Regions from separate parts of the Sus scrofa genome. Here region 1 is linked to region 2. Evidence: chromatin contacts called from public HiChIP or PLAC-seq data. All regions are on one chromosome and are shown on one strand. Each heading gives the region's core, a stretch centred on a gene start, on an enhancer-like site or on the middle of the called end of the contact. The rest is flanking DNA. Distances are from core to core; before and after follow the strand shown. Region 1 has its middle 35 kb from the start of NSUN7. Region 2 overlaps RBM47 (RNA-binding protein 47).

Evidence for each region. HiChIP or PLAC-seq counts read pairs in DNA pulled down with a chosen protein or histone mark.
Region 1: a contact with region 2 is called in an H3K27ac HiChIP or PLAC-seq map of alveolar macrophages. The contact joins two enhancer-like sites. A contact is called at or near these places in 1 of 47 Hi-C or Micro-C datasets (liver) and 1 of 2 datasets of contacts at active chromatin or transcription factors (alveolar macrophages).

Annotation. Positions count from the first base shown.
Region 1 is chr8:31,773,625-31,778,012 of Sscrofa11.1, reverse strand. No RefSeq gene overlaps it. Among named protein-coding and RNA genes, the nearest start is that of NSUN7, 35 kb to the left of the region's middle. Within about 2 kb of position 2,997, at least 10 of the 83 cell types and tissues checked have an H3K27ac peak or open chromatin away from gene starts, as enhancers often do. A contact at or near this core is called in alveolar macrophages, where this site is marked.
Region 2 is chr8:31,624,916-31,628,792 of Sscrofa11.1, reverse strand. All of the region lies in intron 2 of RBM47 (RNA-binding protein 47), which reads left to right. Among named protein-coding and RNA genes, the nearest start is that of RBM47, 64 kb to the left of the region's middle. Within about 2 kb of position 1,767, at least 13 of the 83 cell types and tissues checked have an H3K27ac peak or open chromatin away from gene starts, as enhancers often do. A contact at or near this core is called in alveolar macrophages, where this site is marked.

The DNA.
Region 1 (4,388 bases), core at 1,748-4,247, 150 kb before region 2:
TACTGTATTGTTGTCCTTATTTTATTTCACTTATTTTATTTATGTATTTATTCATTTTGGCAGCACCCATGGCATGCGGAAGTTCCTGGGCCGTGGATCGAACCTGTGCCACAGCAGCAACTCACACCACTGCAGTGACAATCCCAGGTCCTTAACTCCCTGTGCCACAGGAGAACTCCCTTGTTGTCCTTATCTTAGACATCATATTTTAGAGGTTGCAGTACCCAGTGTCATTGGAAGGGCTTAATAGTGTTATTAACCTGCAGGATAAATGAGTGTTATTAACCAGGCAGGGATAGGTAGATTTTTCAACATTTCAGTGGGAATGATCTGATATTTGAAAATCTTTGATTATCATTTTGATCAACATCCCCAATGAATAATCATTGATATTCTGTAGTATATGTGATCATTGTAGATCAGCAATAGTGCATATAATTGCCCTGAGGATCTCATTTTGCAAATTATTAGAATATAAAAGTATTAAGTAACGGGAACTTAAGAGTTAATGTAAAATCTCAAAATGGCCTTCAAATAAGCTTATTTTCTTGGCGTAAGTTAACCACCGGGAGGAAAATTTTTTCTGGATTATAGAGAATTTGCTACAGGGTATGACCAGAAGCTGACTTATTGATGGGACTATTAACTGGGAGAACCACAGGAAAGAACAAATCAGCTATTACAAGACAAGACTCAGTGGCAAAGGAACTATGACTTTAATTTCAAATGACAGTGAGTTTTTATAGCTGATACCTGCTTTAATCTTCCAAAGCATCTTAAAGAGTGTAACTACCAGAAATCTGTGTACCTGGTGGACTGCATTCCCCATGACACCCTTTCCCTTTACCATTAAGTAAATTAAATATAGTGCCAGTATTTAAGTTCTCAGTACATATATGTTGTAGGAATTTTCTCTCTGGATTAAAAATGTCATTTCAGTGAGATAACTGAATCGATGGTACTCTTGTGTTTGCAATTCATCATGATTAGTGCCAGATTCAATAAATATAATTCATTGTTCTCCCTACTCTGAGATTAGCTGGATGTCATGACTTTGAAATAGCTGGACTCCCTGGTGCTGCAGGTATAAATCTTGCCCATGTAACTTACATTCTTTCTTATGAAGTAAGCCAGAGTGCATGGCATGTACTTTTCACACCTAGGAAGGCACTTCTTCCTCCCTCAAAGTGATTACATCATTCATTTCCTGCTTGAATAGCTAACCCCTCAAAAATATAGCAAATGGAGCTCTTGGTTTTAGTCACCTCACAATAGATTTTTTTTTTTCTTACCCCCCCCCCCATCCACTTTGTCTTTTTTAACCTTGAAGTATTTGGATGTGCGGTACGAGGAAAAACTATCCCAGAGAGCAGGAAGTATGCAGAGAATTTTCTTTCTCATGTCACTCTTCACAATGGCCAGTGAGGGGAGTTACAGGAACAATTTCAGGTGTCTGAGCTGAGACCCTGGCGAGCATCCATCTCACAGTCTCTTGCACTGGACTTTCTGGGTAACTCAGCTAGTATTTTACTGTTGTGTACCAGTGTGGTTTGCCTTTCATCTAACAGTTTGCTCACCAGAAATTCATTGTGAACTTCAAAGTAAAAAATCTACAGGAATGGTGGGGCACTGGAAATGAAGTGAGTTTCTATGCCCAGGTGGCATAAAAATCTAATTGTAGCTGGGAGCAGCCCAAGCCCCCTTAATGCGGATAAGACAGCATTCAACTGGCTTCAATAAAAAGGGACTTAAATGGAAGGGAGGTGGCCTTGAGAGCCGCCTGCCAGGACTGAGAAGGCCATTGTTCTAAGTTCTCCCAGGGCTTATGGAGATTGACAAGGCACCTGCTGCCTTCCAGAGTTGAACGTTCAGGGCAGCCATGAAAAAACCCAGGGCTGGGACACTCCCCTAGCCTCCAGCCCGCAGCCATCCAGGTGCTGGAGATTCAAATGTGGGGAGAAGGTGTAGGAAGAGCCCTCAGGAGGGATCTGGAGAGACTGTGTCCACTCTGTGAGCCACCTGGCACAGCTCTCTCTCCCCTTTAAATTACGTTTCATGCTTCTTAGCTCCAACCAAGGCTTTCTGTGGTCTTCTGTGGAAACCACCTACTAGTAACATGGAATCTCTGACCATTTTCACAGATAAGGTCTCACTTCATTCACTTAGTTTTGGGACCAGGATCAATGATTATGTATCCTGCTTAGTGCCTCGATCCTGCTACCCCAGTCCCCATCCTGGCTGCACAAAACAATACTTTGCTGTTTGTGGCAAAAGAGACTAAAAATCAGTAATCACTAATTTTCTCAATGTGGAGGTCAAATTCTAATTTCAGTTATTTTAAAAATATAATTTGAATAAATTATGATCCCCTGCTTTGCTTATTATAGTATAGAACAGACTATACTGTATGAAGGAGGGAATCTGGTCCTGAGAGTAGGAGATGCAGATTTTAGTTCTGACTATGCCGCTTAATAGCTCTATGATCTTGGACACACCACATAGTTTGGGAAGACTTAAGTATTCTCCCGACGAAAATGAGGAGGGTGGACAAGACTCCAGACTTGAGAGTCAGACAGAGCAGGATTTTAATCCTGGCCATTTCGTGTATTAGCTAGATGATTTTAAGCAAGTGACTATTAGTCTCATTTGAAGGCTTTAATGAGATAAAGTACATGAAAGCCTTAGCATCATTCTTAGAATGTAATAAGCACTCAACAAAGAAGAGTTATGATAACATGATAATGATCATAAGTACTATGTTTCTATTAAGGGCTTTTTTTTTTTTTAAATTCTCAAAGTCGATGACCTCACTCTGAGAAGTTGTGACCAGCTGCTCTGAATGTACCTGTTCATTTGATCCTGTGCTTCTTCAGACTGAAATCATAGAGAATTTTTCAAAGTGTTTATTTTTTTTTCATATTTCTATAGTAACAGCAAGCAATGTGATTATAGACATCATGATAAATACAGTCATGGGCTGACTTCCTGTTTTGGGTCATCGTGTAACACATACTAGAAAATCTATAAAGGTTAACATTTGGTTTTGGTGGCAGTGCTCAGAGTGAAACAAGAGAGCTCTTGTCATAAAACTGACTTGGAATTTTCTTTTAATTTACAAGTTTTGAAAATGTTCTCTCTAGAATGTTTAAGCTTAGTTCAAAATTATTCTCAGGCAGGAGTTCCCTGGTGGCTCAGTGGGTTAACACTCTGGCATTGTCACCAATGTGGCTTGGGCACTGCTGTGACAGAGCTTCAGTCTCTGGCCTAGGAACTTCCATATGCTGCAGGTACAGTCCAAAAAACCCAAACAAACCAAAAACCTCCACAAAACTTAAAATGTTAAAAAAAATCTCAGACAATTATAATTACTAGAAATGAGCAGTATTCACCAGCCCTGCAACTAGAATGGCAAAAAGATTTAATTTATTGAATAAGTATTGAATGCCCATGGCATGCCAGGCACCGCTCTAACTGTTGCAACACAGCAGTGAATAAAACAGACCAAAGCTGGAGTTCCTGTCATGGCTCAGGGGTAACAAACCCAACCAGTATCCATGAGGATGGGAGTTGGATCCCTGGCCTCACTCAGTGGGTTAGGAATCAAGCGTTGCCATGAGCTGTGGTGTAGGTCGCAGACTCGGCTCAGATCTGGCGTTGCTGTGGCTCTGGCGTGGGCCAGTTGCTACAGCTCCGATTCCACCCCTAGCCTGGGAACCTCCACATGCTGTGGGTGTGGCCCTAGAAAAGACAGAAAGACAAATATATATATAGAGAGAGAATACATGTGGATCTCATTATATTTCTGCATAACAGTGCTGATACAGTGTTTTGTCCTGACTTGGGTCCATGTAACACCACAAACTTCTTAACCAGCACGGGCAGGAGGCAACACTGAAAAAACAAAAATGTGCTGGCTTCTTCTTTGACATTCTCTTCGTCGAGGTACTGCCTGATCCCTCAGTCTTCTGTCTGGAACTCCTGTTCTTAGACACCTTTCATGGAGCTGTTTCCAGGTAGTTTTTCCATGCTTCAAATCTGTCCCATCCTATCAGAACTTGATGGTTCAGAGTCCCATTTCTGTGAGCCATTTAGCTTTCTAAAATGTTAATAGATTCTGATAGTTTAGGATATCATCCTTAAAATGTGTTCATTAAATGCATCTACCCTGTAATAAAATACCTGAGCTGAGAGAAATCGACCTCAAGTAGTGGTGATTTTGTGCTCCGGGAAGGGAACTGGAGCACTCTTTCTTCCTGGCGTAGCGGCATGGAGACTATGATCCCACCTTGTCCACAGATGTCCGTTGTGATCAATTGGCCAAGCCCTCCCTCTGCATCCTTCCTCCCTCCCTCGGATTTGGACACCTTCTCACAGTTCACACAGTGTTC
Region 2 (3,877 bases), core at 518-3,017:
TACTTATACTAAATACCAGCTTGTCGCACAGCATTCAGGTATACAGAAGTGAGCCAACAGACAAGGGTCCTGTCCTCATGGAGATGAGTTTGTTGGGGACAGCCAGCCAGTGAAAAGATAAACTTACAAGTAGTTCATGATGGGCCCTGATGAATGCTGTGAGAGAAAGCGAGTGCCTGGCTTGGGTGAGTGATGAACAGTGATGAACAGGGGTATTGTAGCGGAAGTCTTCCCTAAGGAAGTAACACTGAACTGAGATCCGAAGAAAAGGCTTCAACCCCAAGTACTTGGTGAAATAAAACCATTGCTGGCCCCAATGAAGTAGCATCTTTTATTTCTGCAAATAATTAATTTAGAGGATAGAGGTAAAAAGCCAAAACACAATTTATAGTTGGTTCAGTGTTCTGGGCCTTAGAGAGAAGTCCATTTGTAATGAGCATCTGCTTCCATGCACACACACACACACACACACACACACACACACATTTCTTCTTACACATTGTCCTGCTCACACCCTACCCACAGCTCAGCTCTCCCATCCCACTTGATAGAGTGATTTTGTAAGAGTGATTTTGTAAACAAATGTGGAAAGATCATTCCAGATTCCTAACAGGTCTGCCTCAGTGTTTCCCAGAAGCTCTTGGGAAGGCATCCAGGGATATGAAAGTTTTGACTGCCAAAAGCTTGTATGCCCTCTTCCCAGATGTGGCCATGACTTCCCAGGGTTACTGTCCCTAAGCCCTCATTTAGCTGGCATCATCTGTTCACATCAGTCTTCATGGAGGACAACACAAGTCTGCCCCCGCCATTCACTTTACTGAATCCTGTATCCTGGAGCCACATCAGAAAAATAGTCAAGGCAGTAATTACTCTTCAAGTCACACCGACATCATCGATTAGAGAGGCAGGATAATGTAGTGGCCGCAAGCACAGCCTGCAGAATTACACTGCCTCTTTGGAATCCCAGCCTGCCTGCGTGACTGTGGGCAGGTTTCTTTTCTGTGTTAATATCAATCTGAGACATCCTTGCCTGAAACCTACCGGGTCATACATACACGTTTTGGAATCCAGAAGACTTTAGATTTTAGATAGTATTTTGCATATACTCTACATTGCTTAATACCACTAGCTGGGGCTGAGGCAACATCCTATAATCAAACACATCACTCTTTCTTCAGCAGAGCACATGGGTACTCATACTGGAAGGAAGGGAATCTGCCGTCTTGTTAGAGGCTGGAGCGTCTAGGTTTGGCTGCTAAATGACTTCTAAAAATTACTTGGTTTTTCAGAGTTTAGTATCTCTTGCAGGTGAGGTGGATGTCTTGGCAGGATTCAATGAGAAGACGTACCTAAGTGCCAAGAACAAAAGGCGCCATGAGAGTGTGAGCTGTTAGTATGAAGCATTTGTTATTATAAAGCCGTCATAGCCCAAGAAGCAGCTGAATCTACAGTATCATTTCCTTCTCTTCTCCATCCCAACAAGGAGGCCTTGACCATGTGCCAGGCACACTTCTAGGTGCTGAAGGAAAACAAATGTTGACCAGACAGGGATACGTGGCTGGGGACACTGCCAGCTTTTTGTCTTTTTGTCTTTTTTTTTTTTTTTTTAATTAGTTTGCTTTGCCTATCCAACTTTTGCCTAGGTATTTCCATGCTGGGCTATTCGAGTTATGTTAGAATCAGATCAGCCCCCAGAGAGACAGCTGTGTCTGGTATGTTGTCAGACATACGTACAGAGGACAGGAAATGATGACACGTGATGCAAGTGACTGGAAACGGATGGCTCTTGGGTAGGAAGTTCTAAGTAACAAGAGGAAGGAAGTCAGTTCAGTTGAATGAGCACTTCGAGTAGAAGCGAAGACACTTGTTCCTCAGGTGCACTTCCTTGTGCCAGGCGGCCGCGTCGGGTCCTGACCCGGCAGGGATGAATAAGGCAGGCTCTCTGTGCCCTTGAACTGATGTGGTGTTGGCTGTTTCTACATGAGCCTGGAGAAACCAGCCAACCTCTCTGAGCCTGTGTGCTTATCTTCAAAGCAAGAGGGCTGGAGTCCGTGTAACTAAGGCCCCACTTTCCTTTCAAAAGTCTGTGGTCCTAAAGAATTCCTTATCAGCTTGCTAGTCAACCCCTGTCCATCACTCTGGGCTTCAGAGGAAAGGAGACGGGCTTTTGTTGCAATGAGAGAGAGCTGATGGAGACCTAAGGAAAGACTTGGTGACAGTGCCAGAGCTTAGGGTTTATGGTCTTCCGAAGCTGAGATACTGCATTTCTCAAATCACGAGTAGTGACAAGTGTCAGGCTCTGCTGTAGGAAGAAAGCCTCTTCTCTCACAGAGCTTAGCTTTCAGTGGGGGGTGGAGAGATAACCAAAAGTGATAAAATGAGTGCCTAATGTAATTTCAGACAATAAGAAATGCAGAGAACAATAAAGACAGGAAAGAGGAAAGAGAGTGCAGGGTTGGTGATTGGAGGGCTGTTTGCAAAGAGTGGTCCCAGAAGACTTCTTGGAGGAGGTGAGTCCAGTCAGGGAGAGCCAGGCAGGGAAGGCTGGGAAGGGAAATTCCAGGCAAGAGTTCTGCGGCCTGGAAGTGAGAGGAGGTGAGAAGGCCGGCATGTTGGAGGAACTGCCAGGAGGGAGTGAGGGACCCGAGAAGGGCAGGGAAGGAAGTAACCACGCAGACTCCCGAGGGAGCCCTGGGAAGAACTTGGGATTTTGTTCCAAGTGTGAGGAGAGGCCATTGGAGGGTTTTGAAAAGGGGAGTGATATGATTTGATTTAAAAAGGAAGCTCAGGAGTTTCCGTCGTGGTGCAGTGGTTAACGAATCCCACTAGGAAACATGAGGTTGCGGGTTCCATCCCTGGCCTTGCTCAGTGGGTTAAGGATCTGGCGTTGCCGTGAGCTGTGGTGGAGGTCGCAGACATGGCTCGGATCCCGTGTTGCTGTGGCTCTGGCATAGGCTGGCAGCTACAGCTCCGATTCAACCCGTAGCCTGGGAACCTCCATATTCCTTGGGAGCGGCTCAAGAAAAAGGCAAAAATAAGTAAATAAATAAATAAATAAAATAAAAAGGAAGCTCATCCTCTTAGAATATGAATTCAGTAGTTGTTTTTCAGGAGAAAGTGTGATCCTGATGCAGGTTGGTTTAGCCTGATATTACTGGGTTTGGACTCGATGCATTTTTAACATCTCAACAGTTGAAATACAGCATCTATTGCCACCTATATCTTTGTCTTTTTGTTATTTCTTTGACAGAAGGTCTTGTATAAAAATACTGTCTTGTATGAGAAAATATCTCTTATATGAATGCTTTTATCATTTTAGTGCAACTTTTGAAGAGCTGTGCTATATGCTCCTGCCTCCCATCTTTCTTTGCTTTTTTTCAACAAATACTTAATGTTTCATAAGGTACCTAGATTCCTCGTATGCCAATGTTAATATAAACCAGTGTTTGGGTAGTAGTTGCTGAGTTGTTGTTTTCTTTCTTTGTGCAAACACATCTTGGGAATATTGAATAATATTCACAGATGGTGGAATTGAAACTTTCTGACAGAAACTTTTGGTTCTGTTTTCTTTGCACCTTGTTTGAGACAAATGTTTGCTCCTGATACGTTGATAACTGCGTTGCGAAAGTGACATTTAAATTGAGTTAAAATGTCTCTTGAATTTGTCAGCCTCAAACCATATGTATTGTGGCAACTCTGTTTTCTTAGTTATTTAAAGCTCAGCTATGATGAAAGGCCCCATGTGCCTCCTGTGTGCAAGCGGCCAACACACCTACTCTCAGTTACCTTGAGAAATATCTGTGGGCAGTCTGGACTTGCTCTTCAAATAGCTTAGTAACTCAGGAAATATATATCAAAGCCACAAGAGGGCAGCTTG